Regions from separate parts of the Sus scrofa genome. Here region 1 is linked to region 2. A link is a contact called in public Hi-C data. All regions are on one chromosome and are shown on one strand. The core of a region is the stretch at or near the end of the contact, and the rest is flanking DNA. Distances in the headings are between cores, read along the strand shown. Region 1 overlaps RNF216 (E3 ubiquitin-protein ligase RNF216). Region 2 overlaps LOC106509624 (a long non-coding RNA gene).

Region 1 (4,803 bases), core at 1,296-3,795, 97 kb before region 2:
CCTTAGATTTGGCAACTTTACTCAGTAATCTTTTCCATATTCTATACTTGTGGCTCCCCCAAATTTACCTGTTGCTCTACCAAGGGCCATTCCAGTCCCTGTGTGCTTGCTCATGGTTAATGGAAAGTAACTAGAAATTAAAAAAAAAAAAAAAAAAAAAAGGACAGTAACTGGAACCCAAGAACACTGCCCAAGTTGTTTCCAGGTGCTCATACCCTGCTCAGCTACAGAATGACTGGTTTCCTCAGTGTTGTCTGCAGATCTGGTTTTCAGTTCTTTAATGCACTCATTTCTCTATTAGTTCTCTCAGTTTCCCTTTGCTGTTTTTGGTTTTTTTGTTGGATTTGGTTTGGTTTGGTTTGGTTTGGTCTGGTCTTTTTAGGACCACACGCACAACATGTCGAAGTTCTAGGGGTTGAATCTGAGCTGCAGCTGCTGGCCTACGCCACAGCCACAGCCGCAGCAACACCAGATCCTTAACCCACTGAGTGAGGCCAAGGATTGAATCTGCATCCTCATGGATGCTAGTCGTGTTTGTTACCACTGAGCCACGATGGGAACTCCTCCCTTTGCGTTTTAAGTTGGAGAAGCTCGCTCCCACTTGTTAATAACCTGGTATTCAGGAGTAAGCTCTGCCACCTTCTAGTTGAGGGGTTCTCTCCAGCTCCTTATTGCTCTAGACCCCCGTGGGGCAGGGTTTTTCTGCAGCTGTGCTTGGGAGGCAGGAAGCCTGGAAGCCTGGGCTTTGAACTGTTGTGATGATAGCGATGGTGGCACAGCAGCTAAAACTTAGTAATCACTGCCGTGAGCCGCCACCGTGTTGGATGCTGGAAGTGCATTGTCTCATTCAGTCCTGTGGCTCTGTTATTTATGTTCCCAGTCATAGGTCAGGAACCTAAAGCTCGGAGATGAGCCACTGACGCCCAGTCACTGTTCGGTGAGTGGCGGGGGCAGACCACCCAGACCTGCCCAGAGCCACCCTCTGGACCATGTGATGTGGGAGCCAGGCTGCATTAATCTGACTCTCCCTGTGCTCATCTGTAGAAGGGGGTTCACTCCATGTACTTGGTGAGGCTGTGATGCTGGTCAGAGGATATCTCAGGCTGGTTCTTGACCGTGTCAGTTTCCTTCCTGAGACTGGGCACAAGCCGTAATGTACTGTAGACCCTGTTTATGAAATGTGGACAGAATGTTTACATTGCCAGAGTTCAGACAGCATAAAGCTATGTTGCGTATTTCTGTGCACGTGATGTTTTAAATAAACCGAAAGCCTTGTAGATGGCGGTGAGATGGAAAGGTTTGTGGGGGTGATTTTCTCATTGGTTTAGTGAGGAACTAACAGTTACAGCAGGCAACCAGCAGGGGGCTCCAGAGCCTCACAAATAAGCCTCCAGTCAGGCCCTCTCAGGGATGCTGGCCCAATTCTGTCGTTCCCCTCCCCCCAGTTACCATGCCAGCTGTTCTTTGGCTCAGTGGGCGTGCAGTCAGACAAGCCCGAACTGGAGTGCCCATCTCTGAACCTAGGAGGAGACTCCAGCACCTTCGATATCAAGACAGGAACCAGGTAGGAGGTGGAAATTACAGTTAATTACAGAAGTCCAGTTGCAGAATCAGGTGACCCTGTAGTCTCGCTTTGAGGGTAGAGCACAGGATTGTGTAACGTGCCATTGGAGCCCCCGAAAGAGGAGCCCACTGGCCTCTGCAGGAACTGGAAAAGGAGCAAGAAACTGTTTATCTGATTTCTCCACACTCCAGTATCCCCTTGCTCTGATATTTATTGGGGAGTTCCCTCTGTGGTACAGCAGGTTAGGGATCCGGCATTGTGTTTGTGGTGGTGTGGGCTTGATTCCCGGCCCAGCGCAGTGTGTTGAGGATGCAGTATTGCCACAGCTGCAGCTCGGATTCAATCCCTGGCCCAGGAACTTCCATATGCCTTGGATGCAGCCTAAAAAAAAAAGTGGATGAGTGCTTGCTGTTGTTGTAATCTACCAAAAACTATCTTCAGACCTGGATTTTATATTTCATTCCCTTTCCTCCCCCCCACTTGCAAGATTACTTTTTTTTTTTTTTTTCTCCTTTATAGTGGAAAGCTTAGGGAAAATGGCAAGGTTATATCACAGCAGTGAGATGTACCCCATGTAGGAGTCATTCATTGCCTTGCTGCACATCCAGTAAGTAGAGCACCTAGTGTTCAGGGGGGGAATAACTGCTGACTCTGTGATCGATGCAGTGGATGCGCGTGTTCAGCAGTCTCTAAGTAACACATGTGTGCCCTGAAGTGAACACCTGGAGAGTTTGGAAATAATACCAATACAAAGTAAAATCATTTTCAGCTTCTCATACCATACAAGTTATGCCAGAGCGCCCTAATACTGTGGGGCAGGCGGGCCCTACTCGTGTGTGTGTTGGTATTTTACTTAAACTAGAGTGCTAGTTAGGTTTGTTAGGTCATTTAGGAGTTCCCGTTGTGGCACAGTAGAAACCAATCCGACTAGTAACCATGAGGTTGGCTAGTAACCACTGATCCCTGGCTTCATTTAGCCAGCTGAGGATCTGGCGTTGCTGCCAGCTGTCGTGTAGGTCACAGGTCCAGCTCAGATCCTGCGTGGCTCTGGCTGTGACATAGGCCAACAGCTGTAGCTCTGATTTAACCCCTTGCCTGGGAACCTCCATATGCGGAGAGTACAGCCCTCAAAAGCAAAAAAAACAAAGAAAAAGAAAAGCCGTTGAACACAGTTTGGTTTAGTTTGGTTTGGTTTGCTTTTGTTTTACTTTGTTTTTAAGAAAAATAACCCCTACCCACTGGAAGCATGGGCCGTGGAGGGAGTATATCCGGTATTCAGGTATTCACTGCCCCCGTTTGGGGGCGCCCCAGCTGAATCACACCTGGTCACAGACCCAAGGTCAGCCTTGAAATAATAGCAGGGGGAATGGCTGGAGGGGAAGTACTTTGATCCTGAGGCCCAAGGAAGGCCCGTGGCTTTGCTCTGTGTCATGATTCTCATATCATACTGTTTGCGAGTCCTTTATTTTTTTCCCAGTTGTTAGGCCTGAAGTGCCACTTTTCCATAAGAAAACAGGCTTAGCTCAAGACTACTCTTTCCAGTTGTGTACCTCTCCCCTTCTGTGTCCTCTCAGGGTAGCCGTGGCGCTGTTTGTGTTCCAAGAGCCAGCATCGTTGAAGCTGCGGAAGGCAGGCAGGAGCAGCAGGTCTGGAGCAGACCGCGCAGTTGTGTTCCATACAGCTGTGCTGTGTAGACAGTGGCTGCAGGGAAGCAGCTCACTGGCTCTGCCGCAAGAGCTGCTGGGAGATCCTCCAGCGGCAGTTCTGACAGGGCTTGTCTTGTTTCAGAATCATACTCATTTTTTGACCTGCTGTCAACATCTTACTATCAGCTTTGTTTTGTGTTAAAGTTTGCATAAATCTTTAAGGTCTGAAGCTGGGGAGAATGGAATTTCTTTCAGGGAGAGGTGGTGCTGTGAGCTTTGCAATCCGTGTGGCCCCCACCTCTCTCCTTCGTCCATGGAGAAACAGCCCAGAAAAGTCCTTAGCCCTGCGGAAGCCTCCCATTCTTGTCTGTGACCCACCCCTGTGCCTTCGCAGGGGGTATGGAATTGATGAGCTGGTGGGGAGAAGCACCCAGGACTGTAACGAGCACATAACAAGTACTTCGTAAGTGGTGCCTTGTGCCTTATCTCCGTGTTCCAGAGCGGAGACTTCTTTAAGTACTGTTATTTTTAATCACATTTTAACCTTTCAATTAAACCATGGGAGTTCTGCTCTTCATAGCTACGTACGACGCTGACGTACTCAAACATTAACCGTTTTGCTTTGTAGTAACCACATCGCTTTAAAGGCTCCCTTCTTTGTGCTCCTGCAGGTGAGCATCAGCATTTCATGGAACATCTTCCCAAGGATTCCTTGGCTGGCAGATTTTTCTCCTAACCTGTGATGACCTAGGATTGTTTGGGTTTCTTTCTCTAAATCCAGCCGTATGGAAGAATGTCTTCAGACTCTCTTCCCTTAGAGAGGTCCTGCTGTGGTGTAGCATGTTAAGGGTCCCGTGTTGCTGCACCTGTGACTCAGATTCCATCCCTGGCCTGGGAACTTGCATGTCTTGGGTGCAGCAAAAGGGGGAAAGAAAGAAAAGAATCTCTTATCTTCCGATGTCACCCGGTCCAGGCCTTCACTCTGAACTGTAGCCTTGGCCTCCTGCACTCAGTCCCCTGACTCCCTTTATGTTGTCAGTCTTGCTGTTCGTTCCCCTTACCCGATTAGAACCTGCAGTGGCTTCTAGAGCCCAGGCTTCTGACACTCTTTCAAAAGAAGGAAGTCTGACCCCTTCTTCCTGATGTCTCACAAGCGTGCCAGGTTCCCCGCCGCCTGCCTGTGTTCATGCAGATGCCTGCCTGTGTTCATGCAGATGCCTGCCTTCCCTGGGCCAACCTCTGCACCGCCCATCCTGCCACCTCCACACGGCCCTCTTCCCTCCACTGCTCTGTAGGTCCTTTTCACAGTAGTTACCATATATAGTCAGGCGGGTAGTGGATAGTGGGCAGGCTGGCAGGCAGAGGCCCTGTTTTCTACTCTGGGGCTCCGCAAAAGAACTTCAGCAAGCACTGACTATTTGACCAACCTCCCCCGTCCAGGTAGGGCTGGTACAGTACTGCCACAGGTGGGCTTAGGTCTTGGAGAGAGTACATCTGTCTCAGCCTCAGATTGTTCACTAAACCGGTTGCGGGGAGTCCAGATGGAACGGAGTGGAAACCCACTCTGTGCGTGCATGCCCCGCCCACCACATC
Region 2 (4,888 bases), core at 1,533-4,032:
TCAGTGGGTTAAGGATCCGGCGTTGCCGTGAGCTGTGGTGTAGGGTGCAGACACAGCTCGGATCCCAAGTTTCTGTGGCTCTGGTGTAGGCCAGCGGCTACAGCTCTGATTCGACCCCTAGCCTGAGAACCTCTATATGCCACGGGAGTGGCCCAAGAAATGGCAAAAGGACAAAAAGACAAAAAAAAAAGGAATGAAGTCAGAGTTCCCACTGAGCCACTGCAGTGGGTTAAGGATCTGGTGTTGCCACTGCAGTGGCTTGGGTGGCTTCTGTGGCTCGGGTTCCACCCCTGGCCCAGGAATTTCCATGTGCCCCAGGTGCAGCCGAAAAAAAAAAAAAGGGTATAGAAATCCTGACACCTGCAACACTCTGGATAGACCTTGTGACATTATGCTCAGTGAAATGAGCCCGTCACCAAAGGACACAGACTGTAGGATTCTGCTTATATGATGAGGTCCCTGGAGGAGTCACACTCAGAAAGACAGAAAGCAGAGGGTGGTGGCCAGGGGCTGGGGAGGGAGGAACAACAGAACGAAGTCAGAGAACTTACTGCTGCCCGGCTTTGTGACTGTCCCTGAGGCCACAGCACTGGAATAGGACCAACACACGGATCAATGGAACAGAATACTGAGCCCAGAGTCACTTATCCAGGCTTTCTTTTCTTTTTTGGCCACACCAGAGGCCTACAGAATTTCCCAGGCCAGGGATCAAACCCACACCCCAGCAGGAACCCAAGCCCTTAACTGCCAGGCCACCAGGGAACTCCTTTCCTGTCATTTGATTTTCAGCAAAGGCGAGGGGAAACAGGTCGGTGCACGGAGGAGACAACAGTCTCTGAGTGGGGCAGTGGGGCCACCAGGGGGCAAGCATTTGCTCATCCTCCAACTCCCGTCTCTCTCCAGCCTCCACAGTCCTCTGTGAAATGGGTACAACACTGCCCTCCTCACAGGGTGTGGGGAAATGTTTTGAAAAAGATAGGTGTCTAGTTGCCGCTGTGGCGCAGTGGGTTAAGCTGCGGATTGGATCCCTGGCCCAGGAACTTCCGGATGCCGCAGCGCGGCCAAAAATAAAAGAAGAAAGGAAGAAAAAAGGTGTGTGTCCACAGGAGCCAGCAGGGGAGGAAGGGTTCAGGGACCAGCCGGGGGTTGATCTGGGGCGCAGGGGAGGGACAAGCCCTGGGGGAGGCTGGTGCTGCAGGATGTGCTCAGGGAAGCCGGGGAAGGTTCAAAGGGGAGTGTGATGCGCTCCTGGGGACACTGCCGCCTGGGGGAAGGCGGGTCGGAGGGGCAAGCCCGGGGCTGAGATGGAGGAGGAGGCGCAGCGCCTAGGAGGATGAGTCAGCCCGCTGGGGGGCTGCCTGGGAGCCCCCATCCTGAGGGTCAGGAGGCCAGAGCCAGGCCCAGAGGATGTGCTCAGAAAGCAGTTTCTGTTTCCGGGGGAAGAACTCTGATACCGGCGGGGGGCTGGGAGGGCCAGCCTGAGCAGGGCCAGCCCAGATCAAGGCCACCCCCAGCCCCAGCCCCTTCTGCCTCCCACTGTCCTCAGACCCCACCATACCGGCAGCAGAAGGGACGCTGGGGTGCAGAGGCTCGAAAGTGCCCGCGGGGTCCACTTCCCGCCCGGCAGCTCTGCCGGAACCTGGTAGGCGGCCTGGAGTGGCCCGAGGGCTGCAGGTTCCCTGGCCTTGTCTCTGGCCTAGTTTTGGATGTTTTGATAAAAGCCGTGCAGGGCAGACTCCTGACAGAGCCCCAGGGTCTGAGCGCAGCAGTGGTGGTGCTGGAGATGGAGTCTTGCAGCATCCGTGTCTCTCAGGCACCAGGGTCCGAGGCCTGGGGACAGACGGATGGATGCCCCCTCCCTGCCACACCTCAGTGGCACCTCCAGTAGGGGGGTCTCCGTCACCCTCAGCAGCGCCTCCTCAAGGAAGACAGTGTGGCTCAGAGACGTGCAGCAGGGAGTTCCCGCTGTGCTGCAGTGGGTTAAGGGTCCCGTGTTACCTCAGCTGTGGCGTAGGTCGCCCATGCGGCTCTGATTCAATCCCTGGCCCAGGGACCTTCCAAGTCTCTCGAATGCGGCCCCCCAAAAAAGGAAAAACAAACAAGTGAATTTAACCCATGAGCATGCCCCAAATATGGTCATTCCACCGTCTAATCAATAGAAACCTTATTGAGAAATTTTAGGTTCTTTTCCATCCAAACGAAGCGATCGATCCCGCCCAGCTCCACTCCTCGAGCCTCACCCGGAGGCCCCGCCACAAGCCCGCAGGCCGACAGCGCCTCGGAGGACACAGGCAGGTCCTGCAGCTGGGTGCCCTTTACGTGCAAAGCTGAAGGGAGGGAGGGAAGGAGACAGACCCTAACCTTGAGAGGCTGACCCCTGGCGTCAGGGCAGGGGCCCCGGTGACCGGGGACAGCTCTCAGGCCTCCCTTCCATGAAGGCACAGGGTGAGGGGGACCAGAGGCCCTGGAAGCTATGATTCCACCAACCCCACCCGGCCTTTCATCGTCTCCCACCCTAGCTGGCAGCCGATTGTCTTGGATGGAAGGGAAGGGGACAGGAGAGGCCACTGCCCCATCCCCACCCCCCTGACCAAGCACGCCCCCCCCAGCCTGCCCCAGGCCTTCCCCGTTGTCTCTGACCCAGACCGGCTTCTGGAAGCACCAGGCCCCCTCCCAGGGCAGCAAGTCCACCTGAAGCCGAGCAGGGAGAACTCTGCATCCTGTTAAAATGGAAAGGAAGCAGGCTCCTTGACAAAAGTGCTGACTTAGCCACGAGTTTCCAAGATAAAGCAAGAAGCAGAGACGTCTGCGCTTCCTTCCTCTCCCCCTGGACCCTGCTTTCATTTCCCTTCTGGAACAATGGAGTCCTAAAGCCACTGAGCTAGGTGGGCTTCCAGGCGCAGCAGGGAGGGTCTCCCAGAGAGGTTGTGCCCGAGCCGGCGGCCGGCTTAGGAGTCACAGTGGGGCTGTGCGGGCTGTGCGGGCTGGGGGCGGGGGGAGGCAGGGGGGCCCGAGCAGGACCAGAGGAAGTGACAGGGCGAGGGGATGACAGAGGCCACGCAAGGTAAGTACACGCAGGGGACCGAGACAATAAGCAGACACTTTAAGGGCAGCCAGGTGTTCGGGGCAGAAAAGAGAGGCCTAAACAAGGAAGGGAGCAACCTGGAGTGACCCTGCGACCTATGGGTGTCAATTCAAGAGTCTGCTTTGCTTTATCTTTCTCTTGGCCACACCCTCAACATGCGGAAGCTCCCCGTCCAGGTACTGAACCCGCACCACAGCTTCGACCCACGCCAGTCACTACAACACCAGATCCCTAGCCTGCTGAGCCACCAGGGAACTCCAGGACTTTGCAGTTTATAAAGATACTGGAGTTGGGAGTTTACGTTGTGGCGCAGCGGAAATGAATCCAACTAGAATCCACGAGGATGCGGGTTCGATCCCTGGCCTCGCTCAGTGGGTTAACGTAGGTTGGTCTCAGATGAGGCCTGGATCCTGCGCTGCTGTGACCGAGGTGTAGGCCAATGGCTACAGCTCCTCCAATTTGACCCCTAGCCTGGGAACCTCCACATGCTGCAGGTGTGGCCCTAAAAAGAAAAAAAAAAAAAAAAGTTGGGAGTTCCCGTCGTGGCGCAGGGGTTAACGAATCCGACTAGGAACCATGAGGTTGCGGGTTCGGTCCCTGGCCTTGCTCAGTGGGTTAAGGATCCGGCGTTGCCGTGAGCTGTGGTGTAGGTTGCAGATCCCACGTTGCCGTGGCTCTGGCATAGGCTGGTGGCTACAGCTCCGATTGGACCCCTAGCCTGGGAACCTCCATATGCCGCGGGAGCGGCCCAAGAAATAGCAACAACAACAACAACAAAAGACAAAAAAAAGAAAAAAAAAAAAGTTGGCATTAGCATAGGTGATGTAAATACAGTATGTGTGTAAACACCACATTTCCTGGCTCTGTCCCCTGAGAGGCTGTGGGGACAGCCACACCTCCTGCCACACATCTCCATTCCCCACTCAGGGCACAGCAGAGAGCTAACTGATTCCAGGGCTGGGACATCCTGTCGTGTTGGATGATCCGAAGAAGACGTACGGATGGCCAAGGAGCAGGTGGAAAGATGCTCACCACCACCCATCATCAGGAGCTGCAGATCCAACCCAGCCAGACCCCACTCCCTCCCCGTCAAGGTACCACGAGCAAAGATAAAAAGGCAGGCGCAGTGGAAGCGAACCCGACTACTATCCATGAGGATGCAGATTCGATCCCTGGGCCTCGCTCAGCGGGCTAAGGATCCAGCGCTGCCGTGAGCTGTGGTGCAGGTCACAGACGCAGCTGGGATCCCATGTCGCTGTGGCTGTGGTGTAGGCCGGCAGCTGCAGCTCTAATTGGACCCCTCGCCTGGGAACTTCCATATGCCCCGGGTGAGGCCTTAAAAAGCAAAAAAGAAATTAAAAAATAAAAAGGCAAAGAAGAAGTATGGGTGGGGAGGTGGAGAAACTGCAAGACTCCATTTTTACACTCCACGGTTGGGGTGAAAAATGCAAAGGGGATGTTCCCGTCCTCAGCTCCAATTCCATCCCTAGCCTGGGACTGTCCATATCCCATGGGTGCAGCGCTAAAAAGACAAAAAGACCCAAAAAGATAATAGAAAAAAAAAGGAAATGTAAAGTGGGAGTTCCCGCTGTGGCACAGTGGGTTAAGGATCTGGCTTTCCCGCAGCTGTGGCATAGGTTCAGATTCAATCCCTGGTCCTGGAACTTCCATTTGCCACGAGTGTGGCCATGAAATTAAAAAATAAAAATAAAAAATAAAGAATGTAAAATGGTCAGAGGCTGTAGAAAAGTTTGGCGACTTCTCAACAAATTAAACCTAGATGAACCCATGGCCCCAGAATTC

What was found. A called contact is a pair of places that touch in the nucleus more often than the background predicts.
Region 1: a Hi-C map of liver shows a contact between it and region 2, with 2.7 times the contacts expected there. A contact is called at or near these places in 2 of 5 promoter capture datasets (fetal skeletal muscle and liver), 18 of 47 Hi-C or Micro-C datasets (alveolar macrophages, blood, embryonic fibroblasts and 9 more) and 2 of 2 datasets of targeted methods (alveolar macrophages and skeletal muscle).

Annotation. Positions count from the first base shown.
Region 1 is chr3:4,215,218-4,220,020 of Sscrofa11.1, reverse strand. All of the region lies in intron 13 of RNF216 (E3 ubiquitin-protein ligase RNF216), which reads left to right. Among named protein-coding and RNA genes, the nearest start is that of FSCN1, 83 kb to the right of the region's middle.
Region 2 is chr3:4,118,140-4,123,027 of Sscrofa11.1, reverse strand. It overlaps LOC106509624 (a long non-coding RNA gene), which reads right to left. Exons shown (of 4, transcript XR_002342207.1): 2 at 1,559-2,720; 3 at 552-589. Among named protein-coding and RNA genes, the nearest start is that of FSCN1, 14 kb to the left of the region's middle.